2 separate regions of the Rattus norvegicus genome follow, and region 2 is linked to region 1. A link is a contact called in public Hi-C data. All regions are on one chromosome and are shown on one strand. The core of a region is the stretch at or near the end of the contact, and the rest is flanking DNA. Distances in the headings are between cores, read along the strand shown. Region 1 has its middle 33 kb from the start of Rpl22l3. Region 2 overlaps Il15 (interleukin 15).

Region 1 (5,879 bases), core at 332-2,831:
TTCAGGGCACACTTAGCAAGGAGGTCATTGTGCCTGGGATAGAACAGGGAAAGGTCAGAGATCATGGGGCTAGAGAGGCAGCTAGGAGGGAGGGTCTGGGAGGGAGATCGGGTTTCCTGGCACTGTGCCTGCTGCCCAAGATGAATGGAGTGAGGATGCTGACTGGAGAGGCCATCATAGGTGTCTAAGTGACAGACAGCGCCATTTCAGTCTGTGGGTTGTGGGTTGGTAAAAAGGATGGGAAGAACTCGCTGAATCTGGTTTTCTGATAGAGTGTTTGATATCCAGCTCCAAGGAGATTGATTTGCTGAATCTCGAGCTAGATTCTTCAGAAACCGTACTATCTCCTCTACTGGTATGTACCTCGCTTCAGGTCCGGCTGCCCGGAAGGCCCAATGGTTGCTAAGATGATGGAACCCAGGCCGTGTTTGCCTAGACTTACCTGAAATCTCTGGTAAAGGAGGCCCAGGCGACCAAGGTCTGAATGAAGTCCTTCTGTGATCCCTGTCAGTAACAATTGATGACAGAAGCTTGGTGTTTCTGATGAGACACCCCATGTGTGATCTTGGGCAAGCTGCTACTGGGGATGTGAGAAAGTTGGTCAATTTTGGATTGATTTTTATATTACTGAACATTCTGGGTAAACTTGATTTTCAGTCTTCAATTAGAGATTTTTAAATGACAAACGGACCTAGGAGTTCTTCAAGTATGTGTCTACATGAGTCAGAAGTGGGAAGCTATATATCTGACGCCTTTCCTTTCTAGTGAGGGACCTGTTAATGGTGAAAGGTCCCAAACAGAGAAAGGAAACTTCAGATGAGACAGTGTAGGAGAAGGTAGACAGCAAGAGCCGACAGTCATTTTTCTCACCTCACTTCCTGTTACAGCTTAAAATCCAACACACTTGTGTTATGGTCGGCATGGGAACAGCATTCGGTAATCTCCATTCACGGTCTGTGTATGACGTGAGCCCTGAACTTATCATTCTTACTGGCTCTGTGGCCAAGTACCACCCTACATAGCATGACACTGACCATTCGGTGATCCTCTCTTCACTCTGTACCACTTGAGTTCTTCCCAGTTTCCCACTGTATAAAAATAAAATATGCCACAGCTCTAAGCATCCTTATAGCAACCACTTTGTTTTCCTGGGGACTGTTTCTCTGGAAATGTCCCCAAGTGTATCATTACTGGATGACATATGGTAAGGAGCTTTACTGAGATACTAATAAATAACAACACTAATAACAAAGGCTGCTTCCCGAATGCTTCTCAGGAAGTTTGCACCCATCTTCCACACCACGGCGTCGTTCCCTCTGTGTCAGAGCGGTAGAAATGTAAGCTCTTTAATTATTTTTCGCTGTCAGTTTGATAGATGGGACCTACCCCGTTGATCGTGTTTTCATCATCTTTTCCCAATCCTTGTAAAATCGGGACTGGATCTGTGACAGAATGAGAGCGGCAGCTTTCCCTACACACGAGTCCCTTACCGGTGGACACTACTTTGCAGTGTCTGTTGTGTGAGATCCAAAGCTGTTGCTCCATCGAGTTCTGCTGCCTGCCAGCAGAGGGCGCTATTTGTTTGTACTGAGGCAGAGGAACGAGACCTGGAGCCATTTAGGGAGCGGGATGGCTGCCTGAGTCAGCCCTTCACAGCTATGCTCTGTGGGAACAGTGGTTATGGCTGCAGCACCATACACGCCTGACAAATCCTGTTAAACGTTCAGTTTCCTGTAATTTTCCAAGCTTTTCAGGGTCCTGGCTGCTCAGGAGACCAATGAAATCATTTATATTGACGCCATCAGGGACATGGCATCGGGGTGGGTGCAAGACAAAACACCACCCTGCCCAGAGATCTGATGGGCAGCCTGTAGGGGCTCCTGCAAGGCTCTGTGGAAGCACAAGGCTGGTAAGGTTTGAACAATGGCAGACTTAGGGACCAAGGAAAATGGAGTAGCAACTAGTTCGCAAGAAGAGTTAAGAACAGGAACATTTAGGCGAGGGTATAGGTTCTTTTCTTCCCTCCCTCTCCCTCTCTCTCCTTCCCTTTCTCTCCTTTCCTTTCCTTTCCCTCCCTCCCTTCCCCTCCCTCCTTTCCTCTTTGTTTGTTTGTTTCTTTCTCTTCCTTCCTTCCTTCCTTCCTTCTTTCCTTCCTTCTTTTCTCTCTCATTTTTAAACTCACACACAGTTGCTGCTGCTACTACTGTGTGTGTATGTGTGTGTGTGTATGTGTGTGTGTATGTGTGTGTGTATGTGTGTGTATATGTGTGTGTATGTGTGTGTGTATGTGTGTGTATGTGTGCGTATGTGTGCGTGTGTATGTGTGTGTATGTGTGTGTATGTGTGTGTGTATGTGTGTGTGTATGTGTGTGTATGTGTGTGTATGTGTGTATGTGTGTGTATGTGTGTGTATGTGTGTGTATGTGTGTGTATGTGTGTGTGTATGTGTGTGTGTATGTGTGTGTATGTGTGTATGTGTGTGTGTATGTGTGTGTATGTGTGTGTATGTGTGTGTATATGTGTGTGTATGTGTGTGTATGTGTGTGTATGTGTGTGTATGTGTGTGTGTATGTGTGTGTGTATGTGTGTGTATGTTTGTGTGTGTGTATATGTGTGTGTATGTGTGTGTATGTGTGTGTATGTATGTGTGTGTATGTGTGTGTATGTGTGTGTGTATGTGTGTGTGTATGTGTGTGTGTATGTGTGCGTATGTGTGTGTGTGTGTGTGTGTGTGTGTGTGTGTGTGTAGGGGAAGAGGAGATGTAGCCCGGTTGTCAGAGCACTTGCCTAATATACACAAAATCCTGGGTCTGACCCATAGCTTCACATAAACCAATATGTGGAAGAATTCAACTCCAACCCCAGTACTCACTCAGGTAGTAGAATCAGGAGAGTGAGAAGTTCAAGGTCGTTCTTGGCTGTATAGTGTGTCTAGGGACAGCCTGGGACTAATGAGAGTCTGTCTCAAAATCAAAGCAAAACAAAACCACATAAATATCACCCCCCCAAGTAAATCACATGAATACCACCCCCCAAGTCACTCATAAAATAGCCTGATGTACTTTTATTAAAAAACAAGTCAGAGTGCTTTCAATCTGGTAATTTCCTTTTATTTGCTTCTCCCCCTCATTGCCCCCCACGTTCCAAGGCTATCCCTGTCAAATGTGATGATGCTGTTGCAGTCATTGCTAAGCGTGGTTTCTCGTAAAAGAAACGCTAATCTTCTCTAGGAGGGAGATCTTAGAATACATATTATTTTAAAACAAGTTTCTAATTTCCTTTTCACTGAGTCAGAAGACTGGTTTCTGTTTCCAAGAGTTCAAGCTGGTATAGCTTATATATTGTATTCAAGCTGTAATATCAGCCTCAGTGAGTTAACTATTATACTAATGGAAGATGATTAGATTTTCAATTTCTACTACTATGGAAACTTGGGGTCAATGCTATGGTACTTACAACTTTGTACAGACTTAAGGGTTTCTGTAGGAAGAATGCTGGGGGGTAAAATTGGGAGGTCAAATTTAATGAGCACTTAAAATTTTAGTTGGTACAATAGGTCAAACTGTGCTCTGAAAACAGGAGAAGGTAGGTCCTTGAGACAACAGTCACTGGAGTCCTTAAGACCACAATCCCTGGAGTCCCTGCCAGGGCTGGACAGAAGGAAGACTTTGAGGACTTGACAGCCAAAGCTTCGAGCAGCCAGTTCTCTGCACAGTTCCCTTACGTGGCTATTCTTAGATCATTATAGACTTTGTTGTTGTCCTTTCTGAGATTCTTGGCATCCTGATGAAGACCTGGTCAGTTGGATGTACTTACCATCTCCATCTTAGGCTTGAGTGGAAAGCTACGGTAGGAGATGCTCAGTGTAGGAGATGTGGAAGATAAGCCCTCCAGACAAGTGTGGGCCAGACTCTATCCTCTGTTTTGTTGTGCAGGCCAGGCTGGCCTTGAGCCTGGCATTAAACCTAAGCCCTCGCCTCAGTCTCCTGACTGCTGGGACTACAGGTGTGTGTCATGATGCCCGTTCACTCATCCTGTGGAGCCTGGGTTACATCATTTACTCTTTGCTGACTTTTCCCATATTTACCAGGCAACTGGAATAAAATGAGCTTTCTAGATCCTTCTAGACTCCAATCTTCACCTCTGGTTCTCCCTTTCCTCAGCCCCTCTCTGTTGGACCTCACTCTGCCTTAAGTGGCCCACTGAGGGAAGAAGCTTCCTAAAAGTTCACCTGAGGTCTCTGCTGTGTGCTTTCTGCAGTAAGGTTTGTTTTAACTAACAAACCTCACAGAGCTGAAGTCGGGCTGACTGACTGGAAACCAAAATTGGACAGAACCACCCAAGGTCAAGTGCACAGGAGCAGAACTTGGAAAATTTAGCAAAGGTTCAGCCAGAGGTTCCATCAGCCAGATGTGGTCTAGGGGATGGGGATTTACAAAAAGGAGACATGGAGACAGGGTGTAACATTTAACACATGCGCAGCACATACACATGTAAAATGTCACATGGGTTTCCATGCATTAATAGCATCTCTCAAGTCTAAAAACTTAAATGGAGGCTATTGTGAACGGCAGGATGTGAATTATCCACGGAAGACAGAAGATGGGAGAACTGTCAACATGAAGACACCCTGAAAGAACCTTGCTTACAAGAGTTCAGCATCTGCTACCTCCTCTGGGACTGTGGCTTTGACCACATACTTGGCCCAAGAAATTCAAAGACACACCCCCAACTAAGAGCCATATTAGTTTGCTGTTTCTTCTAAGTCTAGCCTCCACAAATCGGAGTAACATGAGGACCTCTTGAGTGGAACATGGCGAGCAGAAAGAGTGGGCTCCCTGCTACCTCACCCCCTACTTCAGTCATGTGAGGTTGGGTACATAAACTGCTGTGACCCAAAGAGAAAATGGAGGTCAGGTCTCTTTGAGAGCAGGGAGAGTTTGATTGCTGAACAGAAACCACATTCACAACCTATGGGGCAGAAGGTTCCTCACTGGAGGGTTATGAAAGATTTGCTCAAAGTACTATCAGATGGAGGAGGTGTCCACAGAAGGCAGCCTGGGCTACATAGCCATGGCACCTTGGGAGCTTGAAACAACCCAAGTGCTTTAGAATCTGTGGGAGTGCAGCTAAAGCACCTGGAACGTTTAGGGTCCCAAGGAATTCCAGTGTCAATCAAATAGTGACAGACAGAAAGGGTGTGGCATTTGATCATAGTCAAGAGACTACATATACTAGAGCTCTCTCTGTCTGTCTCTGTTTCTGTCTGTCTCTGTCTCTCTCTCTCTGTCTCTGTCTGTCTCTCTGTCTCTCTCTCTCTCTCTGTGTTTGTGTGTGTGTACACCTGTGTGTTAATTCCAGAATCTTCATGACTTTATGAACGTTTATCTTCCTTAAGGCATCATATGAAAATTTAAACATGTTTACTTGCTTGTCTCTTTTTATAAATGGTGCCTCTTATACGTCATGTTGTGATTCGGATGTGAAGGGCCCTGCCATACTCATGTGTTTGAAAGCCCAGGGACCTAGCTGTTTTGAGAGGTTATAGAAACTCTGACATGGGGTTTCACTGGCAGATATATGCCTCTAGGGTGGACACACTCCTGTTTTCCTCGATCTCTCTCCAAGTTCACTAAGATGTAAATGGGCTGTGCTACAAGGTCCTGATGCTGTGGGCTCAGTTGCTGCGGCCGCCATGAGTTCTCTTCTGGGATGGATGGTACCTTCTAAAGTGTTGAGCTAAGATGAGCCTCCCCTGCTCTCACTTGCTTCTGACAGATGCATAGTCACAGGAAGGAACAGTGTTGATTACATGTACAGACAAAATTATGAAATATTTCTTGCAGTCACTTGTGGGAAAGTTATCTGATACAGAAATA
Region 2 (5,779 bases), core at 593-3,092, 300 kb after region 1:
TACGCTCTACATAATTTCTGATTTGTGCTTGTGTTTGTGAGTGTAATCTGCCCTGTTTTATCACCTGCCTTCTCCCCCCTGTCTCGTAAACACACTGAAGAAATTTGGTTAACTAGTGTCATGTCAAAATACCCATGGAAATTACAGTTTTTCTACTTACTTGCATTTTCCCAGTTAATTGTGTTAAATGGCTTTGAGTCTCATAATAAGGCATCAAGGGAACTGCAAAAGACCCAAAATCAACTGAGAGAAAGCCAACCAGGTCTGGTGGCTCGTGCTTGTAATCCAAGGACTTGGGTGCCTAAGGCGGGAGGGCTGTCCTTAGTTTAAACTTCTTAGTGAGTTGCAGGCCAGTCTGGCTAGAGAATGAGACCGTGTCTTAAAACTTAAAACGCACATGCACATGCACACACAAGAGCAAAGAAAGCTATAGAAGAGAGAAAAGGGAAATCATATCCCTTCCTATTAAAATCATTGCAAGACAACCAGATAATATATATATATATATTATATATAAATTAGCCACAGATAATCAACCAGAGATCACAAACATTTACATGAACAAAAATGATCAGTATCCCCACGAAATGAGAAACTGAATACCCAGGGAGTCACCTTCTCTCCTGGCAGTCACTGTGCCAGACCTCGACTCAGAGAGTCAACAGGCAGACTGTACTCACTTCCTGTGTGTTTCAAATGGTGCGAACTTTGGGTTAAACAGCTTAAAACTAGAGTACTTGGTAGTTCATTAGGAACAATTCAGTAGACATCACGGGGCTGCAGCGTTCATTCTTATAAATATACATGATTCCAAAATGATACAAGTATCATCTATGATGTGCTTGAGTTGAGGCTTGACTAATGAGAAATCGCTTCCTGGATCTTGGAAATGGAGAAAAAGTAATTCCAGGTGTGTGTACTGTGTCCATGTTGAAGCAAACCCTGCAGGAGAGTGAGAGGGACTGGTGGTGTGGAACCTCTCAGGATAATTTTTTTCCTTAGGAAATCAAAGGCTTTTGTATTCTCAAATACATCTATCTTTATTGTTCGGGCCAGAAATCTATTTATCTCCAATGATACTTTTTAAAAACCTTATACTTGGTTGCATTTTAAATGAGACACAGATCTCTGTGCTCTCCAACACAGATTATGAAAATAATACACGAACATGAAGCACAGTGGTGCAAAGCAGTTAGTGTGGACACACACTGTCTTTTAAAACACTGGGCTTGCCTCTTTCTCTGTTGTAGATTACGAGAGCTGTTCGTGCTGTCATTTTGATGGGTTATGTCTGAAATGGATGGCTCAGTTTTGACAAGTCAAAGCCTTCACATAACATTTGAAAGCGTTAAAGGAAATTAAATGAACAGTAAAATTATAAATCGGGCCTCAGCTATAACTTCTCTCCCCGGAAGCAAGGATATTAAGGGTAACATGCACGTAGGGAAAGATATTTTTCCCTGGTAATAAAATTAGGACAATAACAACCAACACAGAATGAATCTATTTGTGCTGCCATTTGGCGTACAGAAATCTTCAGGAGGAGCCCCCACCATGCGAGCGTGTGGACTGCTATATATCTGCAATGTTGCCACAGAGCAAAGGAAACAGCTGTTTATGCTTTCATTTTGGTTTTATTTCCTGTTTCCATTGCCGTTCTGTCAGTGCGTGGCTTCATAAAGCTGTAGGATTCTGTTAGGGGGGGACCACGGAGGCCATGTGCTTTGGAAGCCCATGTGTTGGTTCTCCAGCTTGATGGCGAAGCCTCATTGTGGCCGGAGGGAGGAGCCTGACTGTGTGTGAGAAACAGAGAGTGACAGACCAGCAGTACCATGTCCAGAAGTGTGCCCTTCCCATCTCTGAGCTTCCTTCTATGGGGTAAATATTACGTCAACAGTTCCGTTTCTTTTGTTCAAACTACGAGACTTGTCAGATGGCTGCTTCTGTCAGACGCTTGATGGAAAGCATTGTTGTAAAGCTGCTTCCTGGAGATGGCTTTATGCCCTGGCTATAAAGTAAGCTTTCATGAAATTTGATCAGAAAGCCCCTTATGTGTTGCCATCCTGTTTGCTACCAATGAACTAACAAAGCTGCCATGTTAGTTTTACTGAGGGCGTGTTTGACTTGGGTATTTGGATATATCCTTCATCTTATCACCCACTGTTCCCTCCCCAACCACTTTCTTTTTTTTTATCGGCTTGTTTATTATTAACATTTCAAATAGGTTCCCCTCTCCCATCCCCCCTTTCCCTGTTTCTTTGAGGGTGCTCCCCATCCACCCACCCACCCACTCCCACATCAACACCCTTGCATTCCACTCCAGTTGGGAAATGAGCCTTCACAGGACCAAGGGCTTCTCCTTCTATTGATGCCAGACAATGCCATCCTCTGGTACATATGTGGCTGGAGTCATGGGTCCCCCATGTGTACTCTTTGGTTGATGGTTTAGTCCTTGGGAGCTCTAGGGGTCTGGTAGGTTGATAATTTTGTTCTTCCTATGGGGTTGCAAACCCCTTCAGCTCCTTCAGGCCTTTCTCTAACTCCTCCATTGGGTCCCTGTGCTCAGTTTCATGCTTAGCTGCAAGCATCTTAATATGTATCAGTAAGACTCTGGCAGGGCCTCTCAGGAGACATGCATATCAGGCTCCTTTCAGCAAGCGTTTCTTGGCATCAGCAATAGTGATTGGGTTTAGTGGCTGCATATGGGATGGATCCCCAGATGGGGCAGTCTCTGGATGGCCTTTCCTTCAGTCTCTGTTTCACTGTTTGTCCCTGTATTTTCTCCCAGGAGAATTTTGTTCCCCTTTCTAAGAAGTACTGGTGCATCAACAGTTTGGTTTTCCTCCTTGAGCTTCATATGGTCTGTGAATTTTATCTTGGGTATTTCGAGCTTTTGGGCTAATATCTACTTATCAGGGAGTGCATAACATGTGTGCTTTTCTGTGATTGGGTTACCTAACTCAGGATGATATTTTCTAGTTCCATCCATTTGCCTGCGAATTTCATGAAATCATTGTTTTTGATAGCTGAGCAGTATTCCATTGTGTAAATGTAGCACATTTTCTGTATCCATTCCTCTGTTGAAGGACATCTGGGTTCTTTCCAGCTTCTGTCCATTATAAATAAGGCTGCTGTGGACATAGTGGAGCATGTGCCTACCCCAGACCTAGCTGCTGAGATGTGCTTCATTTGAGACAGACCTCAGTATCATCAGTATCAGGTGGTTTGGAGATTATGTCACTGTGGCAAATACATTTTCAGTTCAGTTCTACCATGTTGCATATTCTTGTTCCATCATTTTCTATCTTTAAAAAACAATCACTGCCTCTAAGCACACAGGTCCAGATGTCTAAACTGAGGTTCCCAGACTTGCTTGCAAATACCCTTACTCATGGATTCATCTCACAGACCCTCCTTGAGGGTCTCATGGCCATGGCTTTGTTCTCTTACATGCTGGCACTGGTGATCTCTGAATGAGCCGCTGCACACCTACTATGTCCTACAGCTCAGCACACAGTGGTTCTATTATGTATTAATTCAGTGATGTACGACTGAATGCTTATATCCATTACAACATAGATTCCTTCTTTCCTTCCTTCCTCTCTTCCTTTCCTCTTCCTTCCCTTCCCTCCCTCTTTCCATCACTCCCTCTCTCCCTCCCTCCATCTTTCCTTTGCTCTTTCTCTCCCTTCCTTCTTCCCTCCCTTCCTTCCTTTCTTACTCTCCCTCCATTGCCTTCCCTCTCTCCCTCCCCTCCTTTCTTTTCTCCCTTTCTTCCCTCAAACAGTTTTATGTTGCTGCTTTGAAGTCTTCTACAAAACAAGTCATGAGGGCTGGAGCAATGGCTCAGAGGTTAAGAGCACTGACCGATCTCCCAGAGGTCCTGAGTTCAAATCCCAGAACCACATGGTGGCTCACACGTGTAATGGGATCTGATGCCCTCTTCTGGTGTGTCTGAAGACAGCTACAGTGTACTCATACGTTAAATAAATGAATAATAAATAAATAAATACATAAATAAATCTTTAAAGAAAAAGACAAGTCATGAAACATTTTATTCCTTTTAGTTTTTCTTTGCAGTTGGCATGTTTGATTAAGTCTACAGAAAGGAGCAAAAATTCTTTAAAGGACACCAAGTCTTAGTAATCTTTCATTTGGTCTGGAAACAGGTTGCTTGGTGTCTTAGTTATGGTTACTATTTCTGGGATGTAACATCATGACCAAAAGCAAGTCCTAATGGGAAGGGTTTCTTTGGCTCACATATCCTGAATCACAGTTCACTGAGGGAACCCAAGGCAAGAGCTCAAAACTAGGCAGGAACCTGGAGGCAGGAACTGATGCAGAGGCCACGCAAGAGGGCTGCTAATGGCTTGCTCCTCTTGCTTTCTTATTGAACCCTGGTCCACCAGTACATGGGTGGCACCACTCACGGTGGGCTGAGTCCTCAACCATCAATCACTAAATAAAAAAATGCTCTATAGGTTCGCTTACATTCTGATGGAGATATTTGCTTAGCTGAGGTCCCCTCCTCTCTGATAACTCTAGCTTATGTCAAGGCGACATAAAGCCATCCAGGGCGCTTGGTTTTCCAAAGGAAACCTCACACCAGAGGCATTTCTCTTTGAAAATAAGAAAATAAATTTAAGAGTCATTAGTAACCCCAACAAGCTGTTTACTTTTATATCCATGGCACGAGTACTACTGCTGGCAAAATGCTGTCTATGACAAGGAAACACATTTTCATTTCTCCTCTTGTCATTTGCTTGATAAGATTCACTCGGGCACAGTCCCAAGTGACTTAAGGGATAGCGTGAGGCAACCAGATTCTTAACATGCCTCTTTGTAAGTTTTATGTTGTCTGTCTATGGGAAACTGTGATATCACTTCTCCAAAGACAAGCACTTGACTGGTTCCTAACTGTTTCAGAAGACTGTTAGTGTGTGCAGTGTTTCTGTGCATGTTCTACCTGAGTCATTTGGGGCTTGACTAAGGGCCATGTCTGCAAGGAGTTTTCTCTATAGCTAGAGTACCATTCTCTGACTTTGATCTATTATGTGGACGCCCATGGCAAATGAAATTGTTTTTCTGTTGGCAGTATACTGTCCACAAATTTCAATGTAATATAAAAATTTATTGAACTAAAATAAAATGAGATATGAGTCTTGCAGACATTTTTTCTCAATTTTAAATAACCAGCATTGGAACAATGAAACTGCTCTTCTGTAAGGAAGAGATTATTAATGTGGGACTTCGCTCTTGGGTGTACTTTTTCCTTTCCAAAACATTTTGCTGAGTTGCATTTTTCTGAATATTTGTTCAGATACCAACAAAAGTTAGAGCAACTATTACTACCACATACAAGTTACTAACAAACCAATCCCCAGATTTGCTGTCTAAAATTATGGTATGTGTCTTGGGGGGTGGGGAGGCTGGAGAGATGGCTCAGAAGCTAAGAGTGCTTGCTGCTCTTGCATTGTACCCACACTTGGTTCCTGACACCCGCCCAGGTCAGGTGACTCATAACCACCATTAACTTAAATTTTGCAGGATCGGATGCCATCTTCTGGCCTCTCCAAGTACTACATTCATATAAACGTGTATGTAATTAAAATTAAAGTAAAAATTTTAAATTATTATATGATTTTTAAAAGAAAATGTAAAATCTAGGGAATATGTAATAATGTCTAATTTTTCTAGCTTTATTAGACAATATGACATCTATTTATTTATTTATGTGTCCATTTGGAGTATATACATACCAGGAGCTCATGGAGGCCAG

Evidence for each region. Hi-C and Micro-C count contacts between places; a contact is called where the count stands out from the background.
Region 2: a Hi-C map of liver shows a contact between it and region 1, with 12 times the contacts expected there. The contact joins two enhancer-like sites. A contact is called at or near these places in 9 of 12 Hi-C or Micro-C datasets (the Rat2 cell line, Schwann cells, frontal cortex and 5 more).

The regions. Positions count from the first base shown.
Region 1 is chr19:42,289,865-42,295,743 of GRCr8, forward strand. No RefSeq gene overlaps it. Among named protein-coding and RNA genes, the nearest start is that of Rpl22l3, 33 kb to the right of the region's middle. Within about 2 kb of position 1,582, at least 11 of the 93 cell types and tissues checked have an H3K27ac peak or open chromatin away from gene starts, as enhancers often do.
Region 2 is chr19:42,589,074-42,594,852 of GRCr8, forward strand. All of the region lies in intron 2 of Il15 (interleukin 15), which reads left to right. Among named protein-coding and RNA genes, the nearest start is that of Il15, 47 kb to the left of the region's middle. Within about 2 kb of position 1,843, at least 6 of the 93 cell types and tissues checked have an H3K27ac peak or open chromatin away from gene starts, as enhancers often do.